Regions from separate parts of the Mus musculus genome. Here regions 2, 3, 4, 5, 6 and 7 are each linked to region 1. A link is a contact called in public HiCAR-type, HiChIP or PLAC-seq and promoter capture Hi-C data. All regions are on one chromosome and are shown on one strand. The core of a region is the stretch at or near the end of the contact, and the rest is flanking DNA. Distances in the headings are between cores, read along the strand shown.

Region 1 (4,026 bases), core at 739-3,238:
TTACAGGGTGCTGTCTACTGGGAGGCTTCTAATTAAACCACTTTGGATGTCATCCAAGGAATGCCTGCCTCAACCAGCACTTGGCACTGTCATGCTATCATGTGGAGTCCACTGGGGCCTGAAAACTTTATTCTTCCACTGAGTCACTGCTATGTTGAAGGCCCAGGTAAACTGTTGCCTGAAGTCTACTTCCTGAGTATTACTTGGAGTCACAGATGAGAAACCCAGCCACTAACCAGATCCCCTGAGTATCCCTCCGAGGCTGTTCCAGTGACCTGGCATCTGTGGTGCGAAGGCAAGATGACCAATAAATAAATGTCACAAACCAAAGGAAGAGGGTTCCCAGACCACACGAGGGCCACAGCACCCTAAAATCTGACTCACAGTTAAGACAGCATCTCCCAAACTTGACTACGCAGGAGGCTGAGATGGTTCACTGAAATCAGTGCCCAGACATACCTCTGAAGGTACCTGGCCACGTGTCTCAGGAGCTCCAGCCTCCTCTCAGCCCTCTCCCACCCAGCTGCAGCTCGCCTGAGAAAAGCTTTCCTGGCATCTCTGTCCTTGACTTTTTCCAGTGTGTTTGTTCCTGTCTTCACTGGCTGGCTCCAGCTATGCTCTGGAGAGGCCAGACCCTCAGAGACACCAGGACTGAGGGAAGCTGCCTCTTCACTCCAGAAGAGTGATTTTGTGTACTTGCAAAAGCTAGAAGACTCTGTGCTGATTCTCTGTGGAGAGGACGTGTGGTCCTGAGAAAATGTCTCCAAGATAGATGATTTCCATAATTATGCTTCCCAAACCTTCCCACCACATTCAGCTGACAGCTCTTTCGGCCCTGCCAAGTGTACTTGCTCTGATCCCCCCCTCTTACAGCCCTCAGCCCCCTCCCCGCTTTTACAAACACACACAAACACTCATGCTCACACTTCACAATAAGCAAATGGTTAAAAAAAAAACCAACTCCCTCTTTCTTTTTCATGAAGCAGATGGTAGGTCTCAGGAACTTGGTGGAAATTAGGCTTTCTGATTTTCTAATAAATTTTAGCATCTCACATAAGAAGCACGAGCTCATTTTCATTCTGATGTTAAGTACCATATGGCCCATCATCCAAGGAACGTGGCAGCTTCATACCCAGAGTGATGTGGAAGGGAGGAGCGTCCCTATGAGGCCAGTGTGTATAAACCAATCGGATTCCAGGGTGAATGCCTTTTGATAATAATATTGTATATGGCAGAGGACTAATTATCCCTCTTTTATGGTATGTGTTAATTTTCTCTGCCAGTTTCCCTAATTACAACTGCCACCCAAAGGACTACTCTTTGTAAATACTCTGTAAACATTTGAAAAGACACAGACAGCGTGTGCATGAGGAAGGCTGTCCCTGGCTTTCGAAGCTGTCTGCAAGATTAGCTGGCATCTCGTAGGTTTTTCAGATGCATTAGCAGCTGGGGAGGACTTGTTACTGTATGGGAAGACACCCCTCCGTTCCCATGACATCACGGGCTTCCCTGTATATTCTGGGATCATTGTTTTGAGAGACCAGTTTTTTGGCTTTTTGGGGGGTTGAGAGGGTTTTATTATTTTGTTTTGTTGTTTTGTTTGTTTGTGACTTCCTTTGTTGCTCTGAAGTGAATAGTCTCACAAATTACGGCAAACATATATGCTAGCATAACTCATACCCAGATATAAATGGAGTGTCTGCATTGTCCAGCAAGTTCCCTTGGTGCCCCTATTCAGCCACCCCCAACCTCTCCCACTGCGCTCCTCACTGTACCTGTAGATGGGTTCGCTTGCTCCTAAACTCCGCTCGCAGAGGCTCATACAGCACACCGTCTGCTGTGTCTGACATTTTAACTTTTAGCGTATACTCAGCACACAACACTTCAGACATCACCATCCTTTCAATTAGACAGGTGTTTGTAAATACAACCTCATCACACACACACACACTTCTGATTACATGTAAGCTGACCCAGCAAGACAGACTTAGCATCCTGTGCGATGAGAAACAAGCTTTCATTGTTTAGAGGATACCACATGCTTAAATAAGCTTTAGCTATTGGTTAAGGAAGCAATGCTGGACAAGGCATCTCGCAGGGGCAAGGATCTGCGCGGGCGGAGAAGTCCCACCCTTCTCTGGTTTGACTGACTGTTTTCCCTTTGCATCTGTGTAGCATTGTACGCTATCTGATTGACTCCCCTGGCGTGGCTAACATCTCACTGACAGGTGGCTAAGTGGGGATAAGTGGGCTAAAGGTAAGGCTGGGGTAAAAGCCAGGCTTTCCAGCCAGTCACCATGGGACTGGCTATTGGCCTTGCCATTTGGAACACTGGGGAGGGAAACTGTTCTCCATAGTAGACTGAGCAACAGGGCAAGACCCTGTCTTTAAAAACAAAACAAAATGAAACAAGAGTGTCGGGAGAGCAGCGTTGTGATTGGTGCTTGTAATCTCTAGGACAGCTGAGGCAGGGGAATGGGGAGCTCAAGGCAGTAAGACCCGTTCTCAGAAACAAACAATAATTATTAATAATGATGATAATGATAAATACAGTCTGAAACAAAGGCTCCACATTTCTTCCAGACCTATCTCAATAGTTATTAATTCAGCATGCAAAAGTCAGAGGAGCCAATCCCAGAAGACAGTCCATCCCCCTAAACAGCCACAGCGGACAGCCGTGCTTTAGACCCATCACAACAGCTACGGAAATCATTTGCTTTTAACCACACGCTGCGCAGTACTGGGTCCCGCACATTCCTCCTGGTTTAGGATAAATCACACAAAACTGCTGGGTTTTCACCAGTGGGTGTGAGCAATGTCATTAGATTCTACGTAATTTCCTTTCCTCCTTACTGTGACCCTGTAAAGTTGGTCCTCTTACCATTAACTCCCTCGAAAGACAAAACAGTGGTGCAGAGAAACCAGAGGTTTTCTTGTAGCTGCCACACTGCAGCAGCTTAGTGAATCAAGTGATATCCCTTTTCTAGGAAAGTCAATAATACTTGACTCTTTCAAAAATAAATGAGATGGATGGATGGATGGATAGATGGTAGATAGATAGATAGATAGATAGATAGATAGATAGATAGATAAAAGCTCTCTCAATCAGGTACACTGGAAGATGGAGTTTTGATTTGCATGTGGACCGGGACTTGGGCACTTACTCCTTTCATTTCGCATCAGCGCCTTCGCTTGGGATCCAGAAAGCCAGAAAAAACATAGGCTTTTTCCACAGTGAGGACGTTCACCCACGAGCCCAGCTCGCCTCCAGGCGGCGTGAACCTGCTCTACCTCATCCTCTCTTCAACTTGCTTTTTAAAATTTCAGTCGGTGGCCGACCAGGAATTGTTGGACGCGAAGCGCCATCGTGTGGCCAAAGTTATGTATACCTACAGATCCTAGTAAGGTAAGGGCGATTGATGTTCATAAATCTAAAAGCATTGTGATGTGCAGGGGCTCATTTGAGACCAAATTCAGTCTCTTTCGAGTTTAATTGAATCTGATTTACTTGATAAAGAAGAAATCAGGTGACCTGATTGCAAACAGGTCACACTGTACTTTGCAAACAACTGGTTGGCACTTGAATGCAGATGCTTTGAAAACCTGAAAAATGTTAGCTGCAATAGTGACCACGCCCACTGTGCCTCAGCTGCTGCTGTGAGGACTCCTGCTTCTGCTCAGACCTGATTCTACATCGGGAGCTAGATCCAGGAGCATCATCTACAGACAGGGAGGTGGCGGTCCGGGAGGGGACAGGCCTGTGACTTTGGGGGTGGGGTGGGGTATTTTCATCACAGTGTCTTCCTGAAAGTGATTTTCTTAAATCATTCTTCTTCCAGCAGCGCTTAGAAAAGCATTCTTAGAAAGTTTCTTCCACTACTGTTTTAAGTGTGTGACAAAATGAATAGCCTAGGTGATAATTAATATGCCTTCATTATAACCAGCTAATGATGACTATGGGCCCTGCACTCTGACAGGCAGTGATCATCTAATTATCACCTCAGCACTCTAAGTTAGAACGTTACA
Region 2 (4,026 bases), core at 439-2,938, 960 kb before region 1:
TGTGGACGGGTGCCCAGCAGTGTAGGTAGTCCCACAGTAGCTGTTTCACAGTGGAGAGGCCAACAGCCTGGCGGTTGCTCCATCTATGGGGTTGGATGCTTGGCAAGCCCAATCTGGCATGGAAACCCTGGACAGCTCCTGGAAAGCTGCTGGTACTCAGTCAACAATGGAAGCCCAGAAACACTGGTTCTGATACCCGAGAAGGAATCAACAGCACAGCAACAAACTCGACTGACTCAGCAGAGAGAATGATATACCATCAAAAGGGAGAGAATCTTCCTTCAGCTCCCTGTATCCAGGCTGCTACCAGAAGCTAATGCCCACATTTAGGCTGAGTCTTCTTTCACTAATAAAGCGATTAAGACAATTTCTCAAATGAGGTTCCCTTCTCAAGTGATTCTAATTTGTTGATATTAAAACCAACCATGACAAGGCCCAGTATTGAAATCTTGATCTCTACAGTGAAGTTATTGAAGTTGGTGAGCCTTTAAGACGGTGGTTCTCAACCTGTGGGTCTCAACCTTTTCACAGGAGTTACCTAAGACCATCAGAAAACACAGGTATTTACAGTACAATTCATAACAGTAAAATTACAGTCGTAATTTTAGAGTTGAAGGTTGTACTGGCTAGTTTTGTGTCAACTTGACACAGCTGGAGTTATCACAGAGAAAGGAGCTTCAGTTGAGGAAATGCCTCCATGAGATCCAGTTGTGAGGCATTTTCTCAATTAGTGATCAAGGGGGAAAGGCCCCTTGTGGGTGGGACCATCTCTGGGTTGGTAGTCTTGGTTCTATAAGAGAGCTGGCTAAGCAAGCCAGGAGAAGCAAGCCAGTAAAGAACATCCCTCCATGGCTTCTGCATCAGCTCCTACTTTCTGACCTGCTTGAGTTCCAGTCCTGACTTCCTTGGTGATAAATAGCAATGTGGAAAGTGTAAGCCGAATAAACCCTTTCCTCCCCAACTTGTTTCTTGGTTATGATGTTTGTGCAGGATTAAAACCCTGACTAAGACAAGGGTTCACCACAACTTGAGGAACTATATTAAAGGGTCACAGCCTTAGGAAGGTTGAGAACCACTGCTTTAAGAGATAGGGCCTCTTGGGAAATCTTATATCATTGTCTTAGAGTTAGGTTTCTATTAGGTGATAACCACCATGACCAAAAGCAACCTGAGAAAGAAAGTTCTATTTGGCTTACAGGTTATAGTCTACGATTGGAGAAAACCAAGGCAGAAACTCAGGGTAAGAATCAAGTCAGGAGCTGAAGCAGAGGTCTCTGGGGAGTGCTGGATACTGGCTTGCTCCTCATGGCTTGATCAGCCTACTTTCTAATATACCCGAGGACCACCCACTGGCCTGGGCCCTTCCATATCAATAATTAACCAAGAAAAGGCCCTGCAGACTTGTTTACAAGTAATCTGATGGAGACGTTTTCTCAGCTGAGGTTCCTCTTCCCAGATAACTCTAGCTTGTGTCAAGTTGACAGAAAACTAAGAGGAACAACCCTGGGAACATGCCCCTGGAAGAGATTGTAGGATCATAATCTCTGTCCTAAATCCGTTCCATGCCTCTGCTTTGAAAAGAATGAACAATTCTCTTATCGTGTGCTCCCAGCCATAATGGGCTGAGAAGAGCAGGGCCAACTGATTACGGAACCTCTGAAAGTGGGCTTTGATGACCTCAGCTCTTCATTACAATAGCAGAATGCTCTCTAAGACACTGAGTCAGGAGGCAAGTGACAGAAAAAGAGATGACAGACAGAAGATGGAAGAAAGATGGGGCCAATGAGAGACCGGTGGTGAATGGTGGGGGTCTCCTGGTCAAAGAATTGCTGGGGTGAGAACTTTAGAGTCATTAAAGCTGAAAGTGAGAGGAAGAAAGAGTCAGGAAGTGAGGGACTGAAAACTGAGTCTTAGGGGTCTGATGGTTATAGGCGATGACTGGTGGAGTCTATGAGTTCCAAGGTGGGTGTGAGGTGAAAGTTCATTTGATGTGGGGAGCCAAGGAGTGCAGGGGCCAAGGTGTTGAGTGGGCTGTTCCCTAATCGCAAGACCAGTATTGAGGATGGAGATCACAAGCCCACTACTCAACCATCCTCAAGTGTTGTGGACTGTTTCCTCCAAAATTGAGTCCTTTGACTCTATCCTGCAGGGAAGATTCTCAACCAGGAAGGCAAACAACTTAAAATAGCTCCAGGAAGTCTTTCAAACTGACCAGTTTACTGGACCTCCTCTAAGCAATAAAAGCAGCAAAGGAGATTCTGAGACAAGACCAGATGCTTGGAAGAAGCAAAAGCCAGCCCAGCTGCCTGGAAAGGTTTAGATCAACTGAGTCATCGGGAAAGAATATGATCTAACGTGTTTAGGTGCCTCCGACTGTGCAGTGTGCTCATTTCCGCTCCTGTAAGTAACTCCTTTCCCACACTCCTGCAAGTAACCCTACTAAAACTCAGTGATCCACCAAGATGGAATTAGGCAGTATCCATACTTTGGTTATCATTGTTTCCCCACCTGAGCTGAGTAGACACGTGTGTTGCATCTTCCCAGGAAAAGTTTTGTCACAGAACATCATGTAACAAGGAAAAGTGGCAAGGGCGCTAAATGGTGGCAACACCAAGAGAGTGGCAAGTCCTTAATCTGGTGGCATCCACTAATTAGATTAGAAGCTACCAAAGTGTACCCTCAGTGCAAAGCACATTCTGGGCCTATGCCAGACCTGCTGCCTTGGCAACCAAAGGCATAAGGTTCTGAACCCATGTTCTAATAAATTCCACCAGGAATTTGGCTGTAGGCTGAAGTCTAAGAACAGGAGTGGTCCCTGGCTTAGAGCAGCAGAGAGGGAGTAGATGCAACTGTCTCTCAGGAGGAGAAAACGAAGTGAGGGTGGTGGAGTGGGGTTGAGGAAGTGAGAGAAGACAGATTGCCAGGAGGAAGAGGGGGCAGATGGTCTGCAGTGTAAGGGCAAAGATTCAGTCTGTTTGTGGCACAGAGCCGAGAGGTCAGCTGGAAAGTGAGGCTTGGGTCAGAACCACATCCTGCCACGGCTCCCAGCTGAGGCCTAAGATGGGCTCCTGTAGGAAAGCTGCACTGGCCTCTGTGGGACACAATAATAAAGACACGGATGTTCCCAATCTACCCCAAGGGGCTTTGAGAACAAGACAAACAAACAAACCCAACTGTTAGGATCTGCCCAGGACCTCTAAGACCAAGTTCTCAGCACATACCTTAAAGGATTTGCCCTGGAGGGGCAAAGGGCAGGGAAGAAGAGACAAACAGGAAATAGAAGATGAGAGAGAAGGGGACAGGGAGAGGGGGCAGGAGTATTTGTCCTAGAGGGACTGCCTTAGGATAGAGAGAAGACCCATGTGGTCCACAGGCAAATGGCAGTTTATAAAGGTAAAATGGGATTTAAATACTTCCAGAGTCAAATGAGCCACAGAGAGTCAGAGGCATCTTTTGTCCTCAATCAGCCAGTATTTGAGACAGTCTAAGAGCTCTTCCTGTCTCAAACTCCTTTCCCACTGGTGACAAGGCATATGAGAAATTCCAGCCCTTGGTAGGCTGAGATTACAAATTCTACGCAGCCGGATCCCAACCCCAACTCATTAAAAAATAAATAAATAAAAAATAAAATAAAATAAAATAAAAATACAAAAAAACCACCGACCAGGGAAAACTGCTTTTCCCCCATTGATAGCTGTCTGCTGGCTATAATCGACTGCTGCAGAAAGGCGAATTGCCCTCCCAAGCATTCTTCTCTCCAGTCCGACTTGAAATTTGCCAGATGAGATCTCGCCCTTAACTGGACCCTGTGTCCACAAAACCACAAGTACCTCTTGTGAAGTAATACTTTTCACAAAAGAAAACCCCAGCATTTTTCTCACACACCACACACGGGTGTTCCATAGCTACTCTCTCACAAGTCCCAGAGGGAGATCTCTGGCCTCATTTCCCCAATCAGGAGAACAATACTTAGGAGCCAGAGGGTTTATCCACAGGCACAGAGCTAGGGGACAGCAGGGACAGCCC
Region 3 (4,026 bases), core at 665-3,164, 930 kb before region 1:
CAGCCTAGCATCATACACCTTTAATCCAAAGAGCTTTCTGTAAACAGGATTGAATATTGAATAAAGTCAACTTTATCATATAATCATATATATATATGACTCTATCTATCATCTACCTAGAGAGGTGGAGCAAGCAAGCAGCTGATAGGGAGTAGACATAAGGAAGTAGAAAGGAGAAACACTGAGTTGAAGGTTATTTAAAACATTGTGGAGGACTTTTTCCTTCTGGGACATTGGTGGAGTAGGAAGGTCAGCTGAGTGATTTCTTTGCCTCTCTGAGCTCGCAGGCTTTCACCACAGCATCTGGCTCCTGAGTCTTCATTGTTAAAGTCAAATGGTTGGAAATTTTGTTTTTAAAAACAACAGTGAAGGATGCTGGGAGAATCTGGTGGTCAGGCCCACTTTATATATAGACACTTTGTCCTGTCCTGGGTTTGCAACTGAACACTTTTGTAATTTGTAAAGATTTGGACAAACTCTCTGTAGCGTGGCTTCTTGCTTCACAACTCAGTTTTAAAACTGTGTTTGAGGCTAGAAATGTGGTTCAGTGGTGGAATATTTGCTCAGCATGCATGAGGCATGGATCCAGTCTCCAACACTCCAGACAAAACAACTGCCTTCTAGCCTTGGATGGAACAATTCTATTCCTTAACAGCGTAAAAGTAACAGCAGCGCCTCTGCCTCTAAATATTCCTCTTTATTGGGGGTTTCTGGTGGCTTAGTTCTCAGCAACCCAGACAAATACTGAAGTGCTTATTTACATATTAGAGGAGACACTGCCAGTCTCCCAGCAGCCCTCAGAACCTGTGGCTCCTCCCAGCTCTTCTCACCCTAATCCCTACTCTCAGCCTTTTCTTAGCTCCATTTCCTTGGTGTGGGACTCCTCTCTTCATCTCCCTCCCAGTCTCTCCTCTCGTGGTCCTGTTTAGTGTGCCGGCCATGTTCATCCTGGACTCCTCTCTGCCTGTTTTCTCCGATACCTACAATAAAAATCTTCTCTGCACTTTAGGAGTGGTCATGTCCACCTCCTTTTATTTCATTTTTTAATTCAAACATGCGTTTGGGTGCATGTGGAAGACAGAGGTCAATCATGGATGGCATTCCTCAGACAATATACACCTTGGTTTTTAAAGCAAGGACCTGGGGCTTATTGATCTGACTAAGCTGGCCAGCCAGAGAGTCTCAGAGATCCTCCAGTCTGTGGCTCCCCACCGCTAGGATCGTAGATGAGTACTGCTTTGATGTCTTTTAAACATGGGTGCTAAAGATGGAACTTGGGTTCTCAAGTTTGCACGGAGAGCACTTCATTAGTGAATTACCTCAACCCCTACACACTATTTTATTTTATTGAGGCAGGGTCTCACTATGTTGCTCCAATTGACCTAGACTTCACTATGTAGACCAGGCTGGCTGATCTCACAGCAATCCACCTGCCTCTGCCTTATGAGTGCTAGGATTAAAAACATATGGTAGCACACCTAGCTCTTTTTTATTCTTTTTATTTATTTGAATGTGTATACAAGTAAGAACAGGTGCCCATGGAGGCCAGAAGAGAGTGTTGGATCCCTTAGAACTGGAAATATAGGCCATTGTGAGTCACTCAGCATGGGTGCTGACACCCAACATGGGTGCTGAGAACTTAACTCCGATGCCCCCAAGGGCAGTACATGCTCTTAACCACTGGTCCATCTCTCCAGCCCCAACTATTCCTACCTTAAAGCCCAAGATTTGCCACTTGTTTAGTTTCAGGAATTTGTTAAGCAAACTTTAAATTCACTCCTTTCATCAACATACACTGTGAAAGTGAATCCTGACTGTCAACCTGATTGGAGTAAGAAACGAGGGCATTAATGCAGCACATTGTTTGCTGAGTCATCCAGAGAGCAGTCGAAGGGGAAGCGCCTGCCCTGAATGTGGGGGGCAACACCCCGTGGGCTGGAGTCCTGGGCTGGATAAAGAGGAAACCACCTGCTGAGCACCAGTACACCCCTTTCTCTGTTTCCTGGTTCTCTGAAATGTGGAAGATCAACTTGTACTCATATGGCATTGCCAAGAGCCTTCTTGCTCCCCGCCTCCCTGCCGGGATGGACTGAACCCTCAAACGTGACCCCTCCTCTCTGTTTTTGTCTGATATTTGTCATAGCGTCTAGAAAAGGCACTAATATACTCATAGGCTCTCACAGGTCTGCTCAGAATCTTTCTCAGTCTTGACACCCAGATGGAAAGAAGTGGCTCCCACTCCTTTCAACCACTTTAGATCCCCAACCCCATCCCCGCCACCACCCCCTCCCCCCGATTTTCACTGGAAATGCCATTAAGTCAAGTCCAGAAAGAAAAAAGCTGGGAAATAGGTTTACTGTTTTGTCACTTAAAGTGGTTGGGGAGATTCTTTGCTTAGTTTACAAATTTTTTTCCTAATTGTGTTCAATGGACACTTTGGATGATCATTACAACTTGTACTGGTAGCTTCGGGACCTCTCCCTGAAAGTCAAAGCACATGGGAGATCATCACATGCCACTTCTACATTGCTCTGACCAAAATACAGTTAAAAAGGTGGAATTACTCACTTGGGCTCATGGTTTTAGAGGGTTCCCTTCATCATGGTGGAAGGGCTCAGCCAGACCAAGGAGGGTAGTTCACTCATGGGGCAGGAAGGAAGCAGAGACAAGTGGGGAAAGGACAGCAAGGCTCAGCCCATGACACTTCCCTTCCAATGTGACCTGCTTCTTCTGACTAGGCCCTGCCTTCTGCTTCACCCATCCCAATAATATAATCATTTATGACTCCACCTGGTGACTAATTCACTCGGTAGGTCAGAGGCCTTGTGATCTATGTTCTCTGGAAACGCCCTCACAGACACTTCCACAGGTGTGCTTTGCCAATGTCCTAGGCATTTCTCAATTCAACCAAGCTGACAAGACTAACCATCACAGAGTTGTGACTCCTGTTCCAAACACTTCACTTGTCACCTCTGTCTCTGCTCAAAGATGAGAACTACTTTCCTAAATAACTTTCACTTCAAAACAGAATAAAATTTTGTTTTTTGTTTTGTTTTGTTTTTCAAGGCAGTGTTTCCCATGGCTATCCTGGAACTCACTCCTTAGAGTAAGCTGGCCTCAAACTCAGAGACCTGCCACCACTGCCCAGCTTCAAACAGGATAAATCTCAGTATCAGAAGTCCTGGTATAGATTCTTGTTTCCTTAATTTCCTAGGACTTACCAAAGCCCTGAATGAAACAGGATTATAATTTTAGAAGACACTTAGCATGACCTATGTCATCAAGGATTTTGGGATAGTTATCTTGCCTGTGCAGACACTGTGTATGCTTCTGTTGTGTTCTGGATATTGTGCTGACAGGACAGGCCTGCTCCTACCTCAGCTGACCCCTAGAGATAGATAGCAGCTCTTCCTGCCAGCAGCATGTACTTTCCATGCAAACTAACCAGAGGGCCTACCTTCTGTATTACACTCTAGGACAATATTCTTTGTCCTGATCACCCCTTGACTAGGCAACAACAAGGGACAATGCTAACAGCCCAAGACTGCTAACATTATTCAAATTAGCTAATCCTAATCTACCTAGGAGAACACACAAAAGCATTTCTCCTCTAACACACCTTTTTCTTCATTCTCTCTGCCTTGAAGTGCTGGGCACTGGTCCCTGAGCTGCACATATGCCTGTAAACAACTTACCACAGACCTCCACCCTTAGCCCTGCACTGCTCTCTATTTCATGGATGGCCACCATTCCCTGATCTGCTGACCTTGCCGTGTGCTTTGCTTTCAACATGCCCCCAACAGCCGTTAGGAAGTAGATCCCCAGAGTGCTGGTGCCAGAGGTAAAACCTGACAGGAGGCATCTGGGCTGTGAGGCAACTACCACTGTGAATGGATCGATGCTGTTTTGGCAGTGGGTCTGCCTATTCTACCCTCCCAAGGCAGTCAAGAATAAACTTTTTTTTTTTTCCAAATGACAAATCACCATATGCCCGAGCACAATCATAATTGTCCTTCATGGAATACA
Region 4 (4,026 bases), core at 833-3,332, 720 kb before region 1:
GTGGGGTTGGCTTATGAAAGGTGTAGCTCCTACAATCTCTAGTCCAATAGACCAGGAGGCAAAACCTGCTACAATGGTCTTTATTCTGTGATAAACTTTCTCTTTGCTCAGTGGCTAGTCCAAAAGAAAGGTGTCAGATGACTTGAGGTCTGAGATAGCTAGCCTTGTCTAGAAGTTTTATCCACAGCAATATAAACAAAACAAGACATACCTAATACACAATAACAAAACCCTAAAACAAAAGACTGGCTTTCCTTAGATTCTGTGGCCATTCCTGCTGCTGCTGTCCCCTGTGACTTGGAAGCAGATTTCCTATTCCATTGTTCTTCTATTCTCCCTCTTCTTGGTGGCTACCTGTTGCAGTGCGGCTTAACTGCTCTACACCGTGCCCGAGACTCTTTCCCTGAGCCTAACCATCCGGCTTCTCACCATTCAGCTCATTCTCCTTTCTAGCTTACACCAGCCATTTGGGCTGATGAAATCTTTAGCTTTTCCCAGCCAGACTCTGTGCAGCTAGCTAAAATGACCTTGAACCTATCATCCTGCTTCTACTTCCTGAAAGTGGGGATTGCAGGCCCGAGCTAACTTGGCTTGGCTTCTGTGGTGTTGGGGATGGAAGGCAAGGCTTTGTGCGTGCCAGGGAAGCTCTTTACTACCTGAGATCCATCCAATCCTGCTTCTCTGATCCAATTTTAAAACCTGTCACTTCACCACTGCTAACTCTGGAGGCAGCACATTCCTTTTATGGTGATTTAGAAAACTAGATGTAATTGCTTCATAATGATTTTCTTCCTAGACTTCCTGTTCAGCTCAAAATTTTGTTATCCTCAGGTGTTCACAGCAAGTTGCTAAGGAAAACGCAAAATCTGCCACTAACACAAATAGCCTCTCACAGGAATTTTGGAGTTGATTTTGTTTTAGATAATCTGTCATTAATTGTGTCTCCCCCTCACCACTCCCTCCCACTCTCCCCCCCCCCCATTTCAAGGGTAAACAAGAATTCACTGAGAAATCAGGTGATTAAACTCCAGGTGGGCACTCCTCACAGCTGGGGTGAGTAGCTATTATAATAAGTCACAGAGCTTCAAATGAAAAGCCCTTAAAAACTCTTTAAATAATAAAGCATTTAAGAGTTTGTTGGAATTAAGAAAAAAAAATACATGAAAATACTTCATCAGAAGGAATGAAAAGTTGTTGCCCTCACTGCCTTTCAACATACAGTCAACGATGAGCCCACCACGCTCCAACAGAGAGTACGCTCCAACAGAGAGTACCAAACTCTCGGTCACACAGACAACCGTGCTTTAAAAATCCCTGAACGAAACAAAGGGGCCTGGACATAGGAAAGTGACTTGTTGCAGAGCTGCAGAGCCGGGTGGGGACTGTACAGGAAGGAAGGCGGTAAGGGGGAGGGAGGGTTGAGAGTCATCAAAATGTGTTGTATGTGGGTATGGAACTGTTGAAAAGCAAATTTAGCCAATAAAAAACAAGAGTACACACAAAAATAAAAAGTATTTTCATCATCATGAGAAAAAGTGCAAAGAATTAATTATCCTTGTAAAATTGGAAAATGTTTCATTCGCTAACAATAAAAAATGGCTTTTGCTGGCATTGTTTTTGTTTTAGGAGTAAAAAAAATAATGTAATCCTTATAGAGTCTTACAGGCAAGTAAACTTGTGAGACTTAATTGGACACGAAGTAAATGTGAAAGCTAAATGTGGTTTGGACAGTGCTACACACGCACAACTCTCCTGGTGTAATTTGCATGAAAAGGAAATCAAAGAGCGAGAACTCTCAGGCTGATCGGCTGTGAAGGACTTAATTCAAAACAGTTTTCTGCTTGAAAAAAAGTGATTTATTTTAAATGTACTTTTGAAAAACAAAAGCCTTACTGGTAACCACCATTTTAGGTGTATTATCTCAATGTGGGATTTCAGTAAAAGGTCAAATCTTATAGAAGTATTTTTGGTCTGACTCAGTCCTGATCACAGATAAATTTTATCAAGAAAATGAAACGAGTTGAGCATTTTAAAACCCGGAGAGAGAGCTTGTTTAAAGAGGCAGCACTTCCCCCTCCCTGCCCCCGCCACAATAAAGACTCTAAGGAGAGAACTTTGGTTGAGAAAAATCTAAAATGAACACATTTAGATGCTCCTGTGCAAGTTTTCTGCACACAGGTTAGAATGGTAGTCGGGCTGCTTTGGAGCAAACAAGGCACAGTTGCTGTTTTGTTTTGTTTCAGTTCAATAGGCAAATTGAACTTCCTGCTTTATAACTGCCCTTGATTAAAGTGCTCTATTTTATCCCAGAAGTGCAAGTGGGGAGCTTTAACTTCAGTTTAAACCTTGTTTAACAGTCCCCAGCCCACTTCCCGAGGAACTCCCTGTGGACCATTCTCATTTTTTTTTTTCCAGGATCTAGTATGACTTCTGTATTTGTCATTGGCTAGGGAGCATTCCCAAGCCTGGCCTTGCTGGCAGCTCCCTGGGCTGATGTCCTGACTCACTGTGGGAGAAGACTCTGTCATCCTTGCCAAAAAGGAAGCCCTGACCTGACCAGCCCCTTACTCATTAACCTCAGCTAGTCCAGAGGTTGGAATGAGGGAGCGAAGGAAGCTACCGTAGATCTGTGGATTAAACTGTGCACCAAGGAAAGAGCAAGCAAGCCTCAAGTCCTTGAAAAGGCCCGCTTGCAGGGAGTTGGCGGTGGGGTCGGGGTGGGGTAGTGCAAAGCAGCCTAACTCAGAAGCTCACCAGCCTACAGTAGGGTCAAGCCTTGGTTCACACAGGAACTTCAAGTTCAGGCTATGGTGGCTTGGTGTTGCTGCTTGTTATTGCCCCACTGATTGGGAGCTGCTGTGGCAGATACGGCCTCACTTCCAGATAGAGGCTAGACTTCATATGGCTAGGCTAGGAAAGGACTCAGATTTAACAATCAAAATATTGAATGCACGCCACATTCTCCCCAATCTACTGTTGAAAAATCGCAAGCCAAACCACTGTTTAATGTGTCCAGCAGTGAGAGCCTGTGTGGGTCAAGCTTCCTGGTCTCCAACTCATTTCCTATTCCTATAGAAGCTGTACAGTCCGCTGGAGGTGCAGAGGTAGTACAACCTCCAGGCTTGAGACCTGTTTGTACGCTCAGCAAGAATCTGCCTGAGAGAAGAGAGTTGACTCCAGGCAATTTTCATTTTTCTACCTTCCCTCTGACAAAACCCCATCTTGACTCCTGCGCCTTTAACAGCTCTTTGCTGTGTAAACTCTGGTGAGCACTACTGACCTGAACAGGGCTAGATTCTGCTGCTAGCTTGTGTCTGCTTTTCCTTACAGAGAACACTCAGATTTGGTTCATATATTGGCAGCAACATGTCCAGCCTGGACAGTGACAGTATTCTAGGCCAACTGGGATCTGTCACCGAAGATAAGGATAGTGAGTTTGAAGCTAGGTATGGGTGGTGCTTTGAATATGCTTGGCCCGGGGAGTGGCACTATTTGGAGGTGTGGCCTTGTTGGAGTGGGTGTGGCCTTGTTGGGAGAATTGTGTCACTGTGAGTGTGGACTTTTATTTTTTCTTTTTTTGGTTTTTTGAGACAGGGTTTCTCTGTGTAGCCCTGGCTGTCCTGACAGGGTTTCTCTGTGTAGCCCTGGCTGTCCTGGAACTCACTCTGTAGAACAGGCTGGCCTTGAAATCAGAAATCCGCCTACCTCTGCCTCTCAAGTGCTGGGATTAAAGGCGTGTGCCACCACTGCCCGGTGAGTGTGGACTTTAAGACCCTTGTCTTAGCTGCCTGGAAGCCTGTTTGACTGTGGAACAAGATGTAGCACTCTCAGCTCCTCTAGCCCCACATTTGCTTGGATGCTGCCATGCTCCAGCCTTGATGATAATGGACTGAACTTCTGAAACTGTAGGCCAGCCCCAATTAAATGTTGTCCTTTTAAGAGTTGCCTTGGTCATGGTATCTGTTCACAACAGTACATCCCTAACTAAGACAGCATGACTGAGAAACCCAGTTCTGATCAGTGAGA
Region 5 (4,026 bases), core at 676-3,175, 700 kb before region 1:
AGCTTTGAACTCATTGGTATAGGAGACAACTTCCTGAACAGAATACTGATTGCTCAGGCGCTAAGATCAACAGTTGATAAAGGAGACCTCATGAAACTGAAAAGCTTCTATAAGATTCTCAATAGAGGAATCTTTAATGGACGAGAAGCACTTAAAGAAATGTTCAAAGTCTTTACTCGTTAGGGAAATGCAAATCAAAATGACCCTGAAATTTCTATCTTACATCTGTCAGAATGGCTAAGATAAAAAGCTCAAGTGATAGTATGTGCTTGTGAGGGTATGTAATAGGGGGAACACTTTTCCATTGCTGGTGGGGGTGCAAACTTGTACAACCCATTTGGAAATCAATTTGGCACTTTCCCAGAAAGCTGGGAACAGTTCTACCTCCAAACCCAGCAATACCACTCCTGGGCATATACCCAAAAGGTGCCCCACTATATACCAAAGGGACACGTTCATACCAGCTTTATTCACAATAGCCAGAAACTGGAAACAACCTAGATGTCCCTCAACTGAAAAATCAAGAAAATGTAGTATATCTATACAATGGAATACTATTCAGCTATTAAAGACAAAGACATCATGAATTCTGCAGGCAAATAGATGGAACTTGAGAATATCATCCCAAGTGAGATAACCCAGACCCAGAAAGACACATACAGTGTGTGCTCACTTATAAGTGGACATTAGCCATAAATTACAGGATAACCATGCTACAATCCACAGACCCACAGAAACTTGGCAATAAAGAGGTCCCAAGGGAAGATGTGTGAATGTCGCTCAGAAGAGAAATTAGATAGCTATCAAAGGTGGATGGAGAGAAGGGAAGAGGTGGGAATAGCGGTGAGGAGGGGAATGGGGATGGTGATTAGGTGAAGGAGAGAGGGCTGGGAGTGAGAGTGGTAATGGTGGGGGTGGGGCGGGGATCTCTGGTGACTAGCAGGAGGCCTGGGACTGGAGAGGATTCAGGAGTTTATGGGAGTGACTCTAGCTTAGATTCCTACTAGAGGGTGATATAGAGACTGAAATGGCCACCTCCTGTAGCCAGGCAGGACTTCCACCCACAAAACCTTTAACCAAAGTTTTGTCCTGCCTACAAGATGTACAGGAATAAAGATGGGAGCAGAGATTGAGGGAACAGCCAATCAATGACAGACCCAACCTGCAGAGACCCACCTCATGTGAGAGAGCCAACCCCTGGCACTATTAACTCTGCTATGCTTGCAAGATAGGAACTGAGCACAACTGTCTCCTGAGAGTCTCCATCCAGCAGCAGATGGAGGCAGAGATGCAGAGACTCACAGCCTAACATCAGGTGGAGCCTGGGAAGTCCCCTGGAATCGTGGGGGATGGAAATGAGCAAGGAGGAGGACCAAGGACACCACAAGAAGAGCCACAGAGTCAACTAACCTGAGACCATAGGGGTGCACAGAGCTTGGGCCACCAACCAGGCAGCATGCAGGAACTGGATCTAGACCCCAGACCCATCTATAGCAAATGTATAGCTTGGTTTTCCTGTGGCTCCCTTAACAAGTGAAGCAGGGGCTGTCTTAGTCTCTGTTCCCTGCCAATGGATCCTCTTCCCCTACCTGAACTGGCTGGTTGGGCCTTAGTAGGAGAGGATATGCCTAGTCCTGCTGGGACTAGATACCCCAGGGTAGGGTGATACCCAAGACAGGGTGGGGGTGGGGGGTGGGGGGGTGGGGGGTGTCTCCCCTTCTCTGCAGAGAAAGGGAAGGGGCAATGGGGGGAATGAGAAGGGGAAGTGGGACTGTAAAATAAATAAATAAAAAAAAAGAATGAAATGCACACATACACAGTGGATTGACAGACTTATGATAAATGCACACAGCTGTAAACCCTGATCAGGGTTGGCTCAGAATGTTGCCACCATTTCAGGATGCTCTCTTTGCACTCCTTCCTGTCATCTCCACCCTGCCTCAGAGGCAACTGTCCTGACTTCTTGCCTAACATGGTGTATTTACATATATAACCATGCAACTGCTTTGGGGAGTGAAAAAAAAAAAGACCTTTTATTTCATTGTTAACACTGAATCTGAATTCCTGGCTGGTTAAAACGTGGCCTCCAGGTCCTTGGGGCTCAGAATTATAGATTTCCATCCAGGGCAGATCAGGGCTCAGTGTCCAGTTGACAACAGAAGCCTTAAATGCTTTCTTAGGCAGCTCATCCTTATGACAAGACAGGAGTGAAAATGGGAAGAGGGTTTGGGAAGAGAAACTGGCTGAAGGATTTTAGTCACTGAATGCACACAGACCTGCCAGGCGGCTTGTCCAGTGGGGGCGGGGCAGAGGATTTTTTTCCCCCCCAAGCCCAGGCTGGGAAGGAAGGTCCACTCTTGCGCTTCCTTCTCCATAGGTTCCTCTTTCTCTAACTCATTCTGGTTTCCATCCTCTTCCTCGCCTGCTGGGGGTGAGGCTGTGATGGGAACACTGGGCTCTGGAGGTGTTCCTTCCCACAGTGTTCTCTCTCTCTCTCTCTCTCTCTCTCTCTCTCTCTCTCTCTCTCTCTCTCTCTCTCTCTCTCTCTCTCTCTCTCTCTCTCTCTCTCTCTCTCTCTCTCTCTCTCTCTCTCTCTCTCTCTCTCGGCAGGGCTGGGGAGGGAGGGAGAGCAGCCAGCCCGCCTTGGTCGTGAGTCAGCAGCTCTCCCCTCCTACCCAGGGAGAGGCTGTGCCAAGTCGCCCGCCCTCCCAGACTGGAGCACAGAAGTCCCTAGGGACCGTGTCTGGTGGGACATGGAGAAAGTGAGAGCCTGCCGCGGGCATGCCACGTGTTCCTGAGCGTGTGCACTCCGCTGAGCAGTTCTTACATAGCCTTCCTGGGCCTTTAGAAAGCATTTGAAAGTGGTTATGTATGGGAAGGCATGGCACAAATGCAAACAAGTTAAATTGCGTCTAGAATGTATAATGCAGTTTTCAAAACGTTATAAAACCTCTCGAAGAGGGGTTTCCTCTTTTAAGTTTTTGTTTAATTCTTGTGAACAGCCTTAAATACAGTTCAGCTTTGCAGTGTGCAGGCGTAGGGAGCATAACTAATTCTGTCCCCAGGAGATTACTTTGTCTTTGGAAGCGCCATCGTTTGTACTATTTTTAGCCAAGGAACCATATGCATTTTCGAGTAAAAAGCTGTCCTATTACTGTTTGGTAGTTTGTTTTTTATAAAACCACATACTGTTAGATAATGAAGAGAAACATTTCTAAGCTCAGGTTGCATATATTGTGAATCACGTGCCTTTCCCTTCATTTTGAATAAATACATAATAAAAATCCCTGTGATTTATTTATTTTCACATAGCTTACTTGCCTCCCAAGATTCACAAGATCTATTTCAGTAGTTGCTAAAAAGTAAATTCCCGAAATCCCATATTGTGTAGAACTATCTCAGGAACTCTGTCTGAGTTTAACAAAAGCGCTGTCATAGCAACATCTGGTTATATGTAATAGAGAGTATGTTGCATGTGCATATCTAAAGAAATGTAATATGGCATTTCCACCTCCAGTTCTGGATACAGTGATACAAGTTTTAACTACTCAAAACCTTTAGTGAGGACAGTTTACTGATTAAAAATGTTCAGTAGCAGGTGTTGCATCTCACATGTTCCTCTTGTCTAAAAGATGGCTTCATTGGGGCTGGCTTACAGGTTCAGAGGTTCAGTCCATTATCACCAAGGTGGGAACATGGCAGCGACCAGACAGGCATGGTGCAGGAAGAACTGAGAGTTCTACATCTTCATCTGAAAGCCGCTGGAAGACTGGCTTCCTGGCAGCTATGACAAGGGTCTTAAAGCCCACACCCACAGTGACACACCTACTCCAACAAGGCCACACCTTCAGACAGTGCCACTCCCTGGGCCAAAAATATGCAAACTATCACAGTGTATTTGTGTGTGTGTAGATTCAGTGCTTGGCTTGCCCTGGATGTAAGTGAAACCGCCTGCCCTGAAACCTTCAGATAGGTTATCGTATTGCTGAAGAAGCTCGTTATGATCACTTCAGTGGGGTGACTTGT
Region 6 (4,026 bases), core at 516-3,015, 650 kb before region 1:
TTACACATGGAGAAGTATCGTCTATCACACTACACCCCCGTCATCATTTATTTCATGACTTTTATAATGCATGGCTTTACATTGATTTTTTTTTCAAGTCAGGGTTTCTCTGTGTAGCCCTGGCTGTCCTGAAACTCACCAGGCTGGCCTCGAACTTAGAAATCCACCTGCCTCTGCCTCCCAAGTGCTGGGGTTAAAGGCGTGCACCACCACGCCCGGCTTAAAATGAATTTTGTGGTGGATTGGATGAGAAGTCCCGTATTGTCACAGGTATTTGAATACTTAGTCCTCAGCTGGTGGCACTGTTCAGGCAGGTTTAGGAGGTGTGGTCTTGCTGGAGGAGGTGTGTCACTGGGGGGTGGGCTTTGAGCTTTTAAAAACCCTGCACCATTTCAGTCTGCTCTTTGCTTCCTGCTTGTGTTTCAAGATGTAAGTCCTCAGCTTCCAGATCCAGTTGCCACACCTGCCATGGTGACAGACTTCTGTTCTTCTGGACTGTAAACCCAATAAGCCCTTCATTCTATACATTGCCTTGGCCATGGTGTTTTATCTCAGTAACACAAGTTGTAATATAAGAGACAAAGTGGGGTGAAGATGCCAGGAAAGACTTGTATGTAAGAGGCTGCGGCAAGTTGGACTGCATCTGTGTACGACGGTGTCTTAGTCTCTGAGGCAAGTGAAAGTGTGGGAGTATCTTTCTGTGTGTGTCAAAAACTAGTGGGAAGCAGGCAGAAGTAGAAAATACACCAGTCTCACTTTACTTAACAAGAGCATTACCGGGAAGTTGTTGAAATGTCAAAACAAATCCCGTGTTGTGCTGGATATAGAAACATGCTCTGCAAACTTCATCTGAGATGTCACAGTTAATTTCCCGACAGCTCTGCAGTCCTAGCGGCCTGCCGGGGTACCGGGGGCACCTGGCAGGGAAGTCCTCGCATCTGAGGAAGGCTGTGAATGGAAGGAAGTGTTCTGGCTGAAGTCCCTCCCTTTTAAATCTGCAGTGGGTGGAACTCTCTCCATAGCCCTCTCTGCCAGATGCAGCTGCACACCTGAAAGGAGGAAGGAGTGATGCGTCCTTCATTTCATTACCTACGCTCCTGGCTGCTCTGGGACGGGGTCCACACGGCAGTGTTTGGTGACGAGAGCTGAACTGAATAGCCTCTGCTCTTGTGCTGGGCCTCACCTGATTTCTGTCAATTCCCTAAGATGGTGCCTGTCTTAGGATTACTATCGCTGCGGTGAAACACCATGACTAAAGGGGAGGGAAGGGTTTATTTGGCTTACACTCTCATATCACAGTTCATCATCAAAGAATTAGGGCAGGAAGTCAGACAGGGCAGGAACCTGGAAGCAGGAGCTGACACAGAAGCCATGGAGTAGTGTTGCTTGCTGGCTTGCTCCCCATGGCTTTCTCAGTCTGCTTTCTTATAAAATCCCAGACCTCCTGCCCAGGGTTGGCCCCACCCATAATGGGCTGGGCCCTCCCAAATCAATCAGTAATTAAAAAAATGTCCTACAGGGTTGCCTACAGAGGAGGTATTTTTCTTAGTTGAGGTCCCCCCTTCTGATGTCTTTAGCTTGAGCCAAGTTGATATATAGTACTCTCTGAGGATCTTACTCTAAAGGGAGGAGGGATGGGAGAATTTCAGGTAGAATCAGGGTACCAGAGGAAAGAGTTTGTGAGAAAGGTGCTTCTGAGCCACGCCATGGAGGTCTCGGTTTCTGCTGTGCAGAAAGCCACATCTGGAGATGTCAGCAGTACTGTCCTGCACAAGCAGGTCTCTCTTAGTCAGTGCGGAAAGTCCCTTCACGTGTAAGTCTGTACTCCTTGATGACTGTGCCTTCGGGTTAAGGAAAACTTTGACATTCCCAGAAACCTCTACAGTTTGGATTGACAGGATGCCCACTGTTTTCTGGGCTGAAACTGGGCAGAAGAGTTGGAAGACTGGGCCTGAAGTGACGGTATCTCTGTTGGTACCAGGTCGCCAGTCTCTGCAGCATCAGCCTCCAGAATCTTTGGGTGCCCTGCCTGGGCATTCTAGGGTCCTACTTTATAGTTTCTATATTGTGTCCGAGGTGTTCTTCCCTAAGGGGCCCTGGACTACAGAAATTATATTTGTAGCCAGGGGATTTATTTATAATTTGCTACAGATGGCCAGTGGCTTTTCTTTTTTTTAAAGCAGCTTTCCTTCTTCCTTTTGCATTTTCCCACACCCACTCCCACTTACAGTTGGCAGCCTTCCCAGTACCTCCTCACCACTAGGGACTTATATTAATAGTCAGGTTTTGGTGGCAGGGGGGTGGGTGGTACGGGGAGGGGAGAGCAGGAGCAAGCTAGCATGAGAGAGAACATGAGCCCCCAACTGGATTGCCTGCCTCCTGTTATCTCTAACTATTAATTTTTACATCACTGATTCTTTACGCTTATGAATTAAATACTAAATAGAGGTCAAAGTCTTGTGGCCAGGAAGGAGGATCAATACTCACTGGCTGCTGTAGGACAGGATGCGGGGGGAGGGCAGCTTCCAAGGATGTAAGATTGCAGTCTTCTACAGAGGAGCAGTGGGGGATGCTGGATGCAGGTGAGAAGCTGAGAGAGAGCTGAAAACGCATGGTGCAGTGGATCTGGACAGGTCTTGACTGGAAAGACGGCTCAGTGACTAACAACGTCTCCAAGCTTTAGCCAACGTTACCTTATTGGTAAAATGAACTCACGAAGTTGTTACGATAATCAAATGGAATGATATATGTGAAAACATTTACTCTCACACACAAGGCCCTTCATAAGTACTGTTTTATCTTTCCTTTCATTAGGCAGGAACGAGAATAAAAGCCAAGGACCGAAAACCCCCATGTACTAGGAATATAGCTTCCATTTTTCTTTTCCATAATATTTTCATAATGCTCTAAGCCATATGGGTAATTGTTTCAACATTTAATTTTCCACTGAATTATTTAATTACATTTATGACAAGCACGTATTATTTTGAGCATGTTAGCAGAGCCGTTAGCTTATTCTAATGGATTTACAACGTGCCCAGACACTCTTTCATTGCTGATTCTGTGTTGATAGAAAACTATGCTGCCTGCTGTAGATCTATCTTGCTTCAACCATAGTTTAATCAAATGGAATTCTTTTAAAGCCTAGATAAGGTCCCCCCTAGAGGAAAAGAGCAAGAAGATTTTCTGTAGAGCCCATATTCAAGCCTAAACATTTATCGGGCTGGCAGCTCCTACTTCTGCCTTCCAGTTTAGCAGAAAATGCTTGGTGGATTTGTTGCTTTTAAGGGAGAGGGGAGCTGCGTGCGTAGCGGAGGAGAATTGATATGCTTGGATGTTTCTTTTCCAGGAGAAAGTAGTCCTTGTGCACATCTGGAGCTGGTCATTTCTCTGGTCCCAGATGGGTTTGCAGCCCACACTTTTGCGAAGACCTTCTGCCTGCCTCAGTTTTCACTGCCTTTCTGAGGGATTTTTTTTTTCCCTCAGTGAGGTAATAACATTGGCTGCCAATCCTTCCCCAGTTAGTGCTTCAAGACCAGGCTGGCTGATGGATGCTGGGTTCCCCAGTTAGCGCTCTCAGAGTTCTGAACATCCAAAGCAGCACTGAATCAAACACACTTTTCAACACCACCACTCTCCGCAGCTCCTTGCGTCTAGGCTAACCTTTGGCTTGTAAGCAATGTTTGAAATGAGCCATGTCAGCTTCCTAACAGTGTCCCCAGCCTATAGTTTGTCCTTTGTTAAATGGTCAAAATTCTCATTTATTTAATGGGGAGTAGAGATGAGGTTTGGTCACATGCTGAGTGCAAGGAGGTTTCTGGGCACAGGCAGTGGCAGACTGGAAATCCGTTACCAATGGCTGTCTCCCACCTGCTGTGGCTTGAGCTGCAGACTGGCTTGGTGAAGACTGGATCTCCACTGTGGTGCCCTTAGGAGCCCTTAGGAGATGCTGAAAATGTCGTAAGATGAGGTCTACCATGAGATTTTTAAGTCCTAGGAAAGGGTTATGAGACCGAAATCCCTTTT
Region 7 (4,026 bases), core at 979-3,478, 590 kb before region 1:
TTCCTTCTCCGTCAAAAGATCTTCTAGAATCGATGATCTCTCAAGACTCTTACAGCTGCCACAGCTCTGTGTTCTAGTTTTAAGCAATGGCTTGGTGCTTTGAAATTTCGAAACAGTTTGAGAAATCTTGTGAAAATAGGAACTTGCTCTTTTCTAGGACCCGCACTTCCTGCTTTTATAACAATTGAGCTGATGGTAGCTAGAAAGGCCATCACGGTTAGCTCCCGCCTGCTGCACTGTGAAGGCTTCAGAGGAGGATCCTGCTGCACCAGGTGTTTGTTCAAGGCTCCTTGGCAGCAGGGCACAGAGTCTGCTTAAGTCTTGCCTCAGTCACCAGCATCGCCATCCGCCACTGTTTCCTGAGCCCAAAGACACTTCAAGAGCCCAAGTGCAGGCATGCTAAAAGTGATGGCCAAATGCCTCATGACTCAATACTTGAAACCTTGCTTCAAATTCACAAGCAGCTAAGGTGGTTTGGTGCTGCTGGCCCAGCTGTGTAGCTTCAATCTACTGAAATCATTGCATTTCAGCCATCTATAGAGGCAGAAAAAAATGAAGGAGGCAAGACAGAGAGATCTATACCCCCAGCTCATTCTTATCTTGGAGCATTAAAGATTGGGTCTGTATTGTACTGACCCTTTGTAACTGTATCCAAGGAATCCATGAGCAGCTTAACCCTGTCAAGGAACGGGAGCTTGAAAATGACCCCTTCAGGCAAGACTAGAATCCGACTCCTCAAACAAGCCATTAACTTTGTCTTGATTACACAGAGCATCTCAGGCTCAGAACATCTCCATCTTATCGTGGGCCGCATCATAAATAATGGGGGAAAACTGTCTGCAATGGTTTGCGTTTTCTTAGACTATTTGGAAATTTCCAGCTTTGTGTACAATACTGAAGACTTCTGACCTCGGGCATGGCAGCATGAGGAGATCTATGGTTTGTCCTCTCAGCCTGTGGGCAGTAATCCCTCTGCAGGGGCTATCACTGTCCTGAAATCTCTGAATGTTGGCTAAGTGCATGGGAAACAAATTCATGGCCAGAAAAGGACCTTAATAAAGAGAATGTATTTCTCCAGGGAACACTCTTAACTCTTTTATGTATCTGCCTGTAATCTCACAAATAAATTGATAATTCTATTTTGTCTTTGAACATTTATTATTTCTCTAGGAAATAATATGAGGGAAGGTTTATTGTATAGTCCTTTATACACTTAAACTTCAAGGTACATTTAGAGCAGTGGTTCTCTCAGCTTCCCTAATTCTGAGACCCTTTAATACAGTTCTTCATGTTATGGTGACCTCCAACCATAAAATTATTTTCGTTGCTATTTTATAACTATAATTTTCTACTGTTATGAGTTGTAATGTAAATATCTTTGTTTTCCAATGGTCTTAGGTCACCCCTGTGAAAGGGTCATTTGACGCCCAAAGGGGTCTTGCCCTACAGGTTGAGAACTGCTGGCTTAGAGATAACTGTAGGCCAGTTTTCATAAGCTGCCCAAGCTTCAGAACAAGGCTCTCCCAGTCCTCCATTCCTTCCCTACCTCTAACACTCCTCATTACACCCGAGGTCACTCTGCCCGCTTTTGCATTGTGCTTTAAACTAGACAAAGGCTTAGGTTGCAGCTTTGCGTGCTACACAGAAGGGCTTTGACCTTGGGCTTGGCAAGCATGAGGCGAGGTCTGGTTTGTCTTTGAAGGTAGCGGCAGAGGCCAGAAGAAGGTGTTGTGCCTCCTGGAATTTGAGTTACAGGTGGTTGTGAGCTACCCGAAATGGGTGTTGGGAATTGAACTTGGTTCTTAGAAAGAATGGTATGTGCTCTTAACTGCTCTAGCTCCAAACCAGTACACTTTTATCTGCCTTAACTGTGCACACTTAGTCAGAACTATCCTTTCTGCTCTGTGTGTACCCTGGAAAATTGTATTTACCTTATAAAGATTCAGTCCAAATACTACCCTTCTTCACCCCACAAAGTGTGTGTGTGTGTGTGTGTGTGTGTGTGGTTGGTGGACATTTAGCTCAGGAAACTGCTCACCAGAAGTCTGTGTGAATCGTTGAAAAGTCAGTATGTGCTGACTCATCTCTATTTTGGCCCCATAGCCCTGTGAGAGGCAATGCAATAGATATGATGTCTTTGATAGTCTTTCTTGATAGCCTAGCAGACTGTGAGATAGTGCAATTAGAGGGATTAGTAACCAGTTAAATGGTTGAAGCCAGGAATGACTGATTGATGGAGTCAGGCCTACGGAATTGCTTCCTGTGGAGAACTGCCAGGCATTTGTGCTTGGCTCTGTCTTGGAAAAAAAGAAGTATCAATAATGAGTCACTGAGAGTGAATTTAGGTCATGTGTTGACCCCCTCCCATTTAGTGATTTAAAACACAAACACTGCCTTCTTTTACACCACTTCTTCACCAAGATGCGATGGGCCACAGATGGGGCTCCTTGCTTTGTGATACTGTTGAACTCATGATCCATAACACTGTCGGCTGCCTAGGCAGTAGGAAAAGAAAGTGTGAGGAAGCTCCCTCACAGAGAGGCTCATAGCTCCCTCACAGAGAGGCTCATAGCTCGCTCACAGAGAGGCTCATAGCTTGCTCACAGGGAGGCTCATGACTCGCTCACAGAGAGGTTCGTCTGTACCAGCGCTCCATGTGAGGGCAGAAAGGCCAGCCGGGCACCTACAACCAACCCTGTTTGTGACTTCCTTCACCCTTCTCACAGCTGATAGGGACGGAAAGAAGGGCAATGTTGGGCGATGCTCATTTGGGAGGAGAGAAGATAGCAACTGTTGGGTAACCTATAAGGGTTCTGGACTTTTTCCACGTCTTGTTTGTCTGCGCCTGGATAAGTCTCTTACTTTCTCCAACAGGACTGTCACTGACAGAAAGGACCCGAGGCTGCTAAGAGGTACTGGGCAGCCAGGGCTGGCTGGTGGCTCCAAGGTTTGAGTTAGCTCTCTACACCGGAGCTGTGTAAAATGTTTTTATTGTAAAATCTTAATTGAAGACGGCACTGTTTATCAGTTTTTAAAAACACTGGCTTCTTGTAAAAGCTTAATGTAATTTATCTTGAAGTCTCTGTTGCAGTTTCCTGATGGATCTTTGCTGACCCTCAAAAACAGTATGCCAAACCTCTTACATTACCTCTGTGTTATTTATGTAGTTTAAATACTTTCCTAAAAAAAAAAAAAAAGAACCAACAGGCCTTTGAATTCACTTTGTTATTCCTGTGAGTCTAACTTTGCTTGATTTAGATTTTCTGTTTCTTTTCCTCATCACTATTGGCTAATTTCCCCACTCTGTTACCCCACCCTGCTATCCAGCCTTTCTTCTTTTCCAATTGGGTGGTTAGCCCAAGTTTCTTCTTTGCATCAGTAGGTTTTTCTTTTTCTTTTTTTAAAAAAAATTTTATTAGGTATTTTCCTCATTTACATTTCCAATGCTATCCCAAAAGTCCCCCATACCCTCCCCCCCAACTCCCCTACCCACTCACTCCCCCTTTTTGGCCCTGGCATTCCCCTGTACTGGGGCATATAAAGTTTGCATGTCAAATGGGCCTCTCTTTCCAGTGATGGCCGACTAGGCCATCTTTTGATACACATGCAGCTAGAGTCAAGAGCTCTGGGGTACTGGTTAGTTCATAATGTTGTTCCACCTATTGGGTTGCAGATCCCTTTAGCTCCTTGGGTACTTTCTCTAGCTCCTCCATTGGGGGCCCTGCGATCCATCCAATAGCTGACTGTGAGCATCCAGTGTTTGCTAGGCCCCGGCATAGTCTCACAAGAGACAGCTCTATCTGGGTCCTTTCAGCAAAATCTTGCTGGTGTGTGCAATGGTGTCAGCGTTTGGAGGCTGATTATGGGATGGATCCTTGGGTTTGCTACCCTTTGCCTTAAAAGCAGTCCTTACTTAGGTTTTTGTTTTCACGAGCGTCTTTTATGCCTTTCTTTTTCTTACTTTTGTTTATTTTTGCTAAGTTGTTTTGACCATGGCTCTAATTCATAGAGGTCCTATCCTCATAT

The links. Promoter capture Hi-C pulls out the DNA fragments that hold promoters and counts their contacts. HiCAR-type assays count read pairs that join an accessible place to other places. HiChIP or PLAC-seq counts read pairs in DNA pulled down with a chosen protein or histone mark.
Region 2: a contact with region 1 is called in a HiCAR-type map of astrocytes, with 7 times the contacts expected there. The contact joins the promoter of 4930556J02Rik here to the promoter of Gucy1b2 in region 1. A contact is called at or near these places in 12 of 39 promoter capture datasets (the 3T3-L1 cell line, 3T3-L1-derived adipocytes, the C10 cell line and 8 more), 1 of 15 datasets of contacts at CTCF or cohesin (pro-B cells), 4 of 484 Hi-C or Micro-C datasets (the G1E-ER4 cell line, the N1E-115 cell line, myocytes and 1 more), 2 of 115 datasets of contacts at active chromatin or transcription factors (astrocytes and embryonic basal ganglia) and 2 of 9 other capture datasets (embryonic stem cells and liver).
Region 3: an H3K27ac HiChIP or PLAC-seq map of bone marrow-derived dendritic cells shows a contact between it and region 1, with 16 times the contacts expected there. The contact joins the enhancer-like site here to the promoter of Gucy1b2 in region 1. A contact is called at or near these places in 15 of 39 promoter capture datasets (the 3T3-L1 cell line, the C10 cell line, the HPC-7 cell line and 9 more), 4 of 15 datasets of contacts at CTCF or cohesin (embryonic stem cells, large pre-B cells, pro-B cells and 1 more), 1 of 484 Hi-C or Micro-C datasets (cortical neurons), 5 of 115 datasets of contacts at active chromatin or transcription factors (bone marrow-derived dendritic cells, embryonic basal ganglia, embryonic stem cells and 1 more) and 2 of 9 other capture datasets (adipose tissue and embryonic stem cells).
Region 4: a contact with region 1 is called in an H3K27ac HiChIP or PLAC-seq map of embryonic stem cells, with 4 times the contacts expected there. The contact joins the enhancer-like site here to the promoter of Gucy1b2 in region 1. A contact is called at or near these places in 8 of 39 promoter capture datasets (3T3-L1-derived adipocytes, the C10 cell line, the HPC-7 cell line and 5 more), 1 of 15 datasets of contacts at CTCF or cohesin (large pre-B cells), 3 of 484 Hi-C or Micro-C datasets (the N1E-115 cell line, embryonic stem cells and olfactory sensory neurons), 4 of 115 datasets of contacts at active chromatin or transcription factors (astrocytes, embryonic basal ganglia, embryonic stem cells and 1 more) and 3 of 9 other capture datasets (adipose tissue, embryonic stem cells and macrophages).
Region 5: a promoter capture Hi-C map of pre-B cells shows a contact between it and region 1. The contact joins the enhancer-like site here to the promoter of Gucy1b2 in region 1. A contact is called at or near these places in 12 of 39 promoter capture datasets (the 3T3-L1 cell line, 3T3-L1-derived adipocytes, the C10 cell line and 5 more), 1 of 484 Hi-C or Micro-C datasets (embryonic stem cells) and 7 of 115 datasets of contacts at active chromatin or transcription factors (astrocytes, craniofacial prominence, embryonic basal ganglia and 4 more).
Region 6: a promoter capture Hi-C map of hippocampal neurons shows a contact between it and region 1, with 6 times the contacts expected there. The contact joins the enhancer-like site here to the promoter of Gucy1b2 in region 1. A contact is called at or near these places in 9 of 39 promoter capture datasets (3T3-L1-derived adipocytes, the C10 cell line, cranial neural crest and 5 more), 1 of 484 Hi-C or Micro-C datasets (the HL-1 cell line), 2 of 115 datasets of contacts at active chromatin or transcription factors (astrocytes and embryonic basal ganglia) and 3 of 9 other capture datasets (adipose tissue, embryonic stem cells and liver).
Region 7: a contact with region 1 is called in a promoter capture Hi-C map of embryonic stem cells, with 6 times the contacts expected there. The contact joins the enhancer-like site here to the promoter of Gucy1b2 in region 1. A contact is called at or near these places in 16 of 39 promoter capture datasets (the 3T3-L1 cell line, 3T3-L1-derived adipocytes, the C10 cell line and 9 more), 1 of 15 datasets of contacts at CTCF or cohesin (large pre-B cells), 2 of 484 Hi-C or Micro-C datasets (cerebellum and cortical neurons), 2 of 115 datasets of contacts at active chromatin or transcription factors (astrocytes and embryonic stem cells) and 4 of 9 other capture datasets (adipose tissue, embryonic stem cells, liver and 1 more).

What each region holds. Positions count from the first base shown.
Region 1 is chr14:62,454,301-62,458,326 of GRCm38.p6, forward strand. It overlaps Gucy1b2 (guanylate cyclase 1, soluble, beta 2), which reads right to left and starts at 1,989. Exons shown (of 17, transcript NM_172810.3): 1 at 1,776-1,989. The coding sequence starts at 1,898. It overlaps Gm41172 (a long non-coding RNA gene), which reads left to right and starts at 2,167. Exons shown (of 3, transcript XR_874685.1): 1 at 2,167-2,257; 2 at 3,328-3,406.
Region 2 is chr14:61,491,000-61,495,025 of GRCm38.p6, forward strand. 4930556J02Rik (RIKEN cDNA 4930556J02 gene) reads left to right here and starts at 1,689. Exons shown (of 3, transcript NR_045714.1): 1 at 1,689-1,834; 2 at 2,150-2,400.
Region 3 is chr14:61,527,802-61,531,827 of GRCm38.p6, forward strand. No RefSeq gene overlaps it. Among named protein-coding and RNA genes, the nearest start is that of Spryd7, 27 kb to the right of the region's middle. Within about 2 kb of position 1,915, at least 51 of the 459 cell types and tissues checked have an H3K27ac peak or open chromatin away from gene starts, as enhancers often do. A contact at or near this core is called in the HPC-7 cell line and bone marrow-derived dendritic cells, where this site is marked.
Region 4 is chr14:61,735,194-61,739,219 of GRCm38.p6, forward strand. No RefSeq gene overlaps it. Among named protein-coding and RNA genes, the nearest start is that of Gm46480, 30 kb to the left of the region's middle. Within about 2 kb of position 2,083, at least 137 of the 459 cell types and tissues checked have an H3K27ac peak or open chromatin away from gene starts, as enhancers often do. A contact at or near this core is called in the HPC-7 cell line, adipose tissue, embryonic stem cells and 1 more, where this site is marked.
Region 5 is chr14:61,754,931-61,758,956 of GRCm38.p6, forward strand. No RefSeq gene overlaps it. Among named protein-coding and RNA genes, the nearest start is that of Gm46480, 50 kb to the left of the region's middle. Within about 2 kb of position 1,926, at least 127 of the 459 cell types and tissues checked have an H3K27ac peak or open chromatin away from gene starts, as enhancers often do. A contact at or near this core is called in craniofacial prominence, embryonic basal ganglia, forebrain and 2 more, where this site is marked.
Region 6 is chr14:61,807,681-61,811,706 of GRCm38.p6, forward strand. No RefSeq gene overlaps it. Among named protein-coding and RNA genes, the nearest start is that of Gm35247, 8.1 kb to the right of the region's middle. Within about 2 kb of position 1,766, at least 16 of the 459 cell types and tissues checked have an H3K27ac peak or open chromatin away from gene starts, as enhancers often do. A contact at or near this core is called in hippocampal neurons, where this site is marked.
Region 7 is chr14:61,861,498-61,865,523 of GRCm38.p6, forward strand. No RefSeq gene overlaps it. Among named protein-coding and RNA genes, the nearest start is that of Gm41171, 17 kb to the left of the region's middle. Within about 2 kb of position 2,229, at least 30 of the 459 cell types and tissues checked have an H3K27ac peak or open chromatin away from gene starts, as enhancers often do. A contact at or near this core is called in adipose tissue, where this site is marked.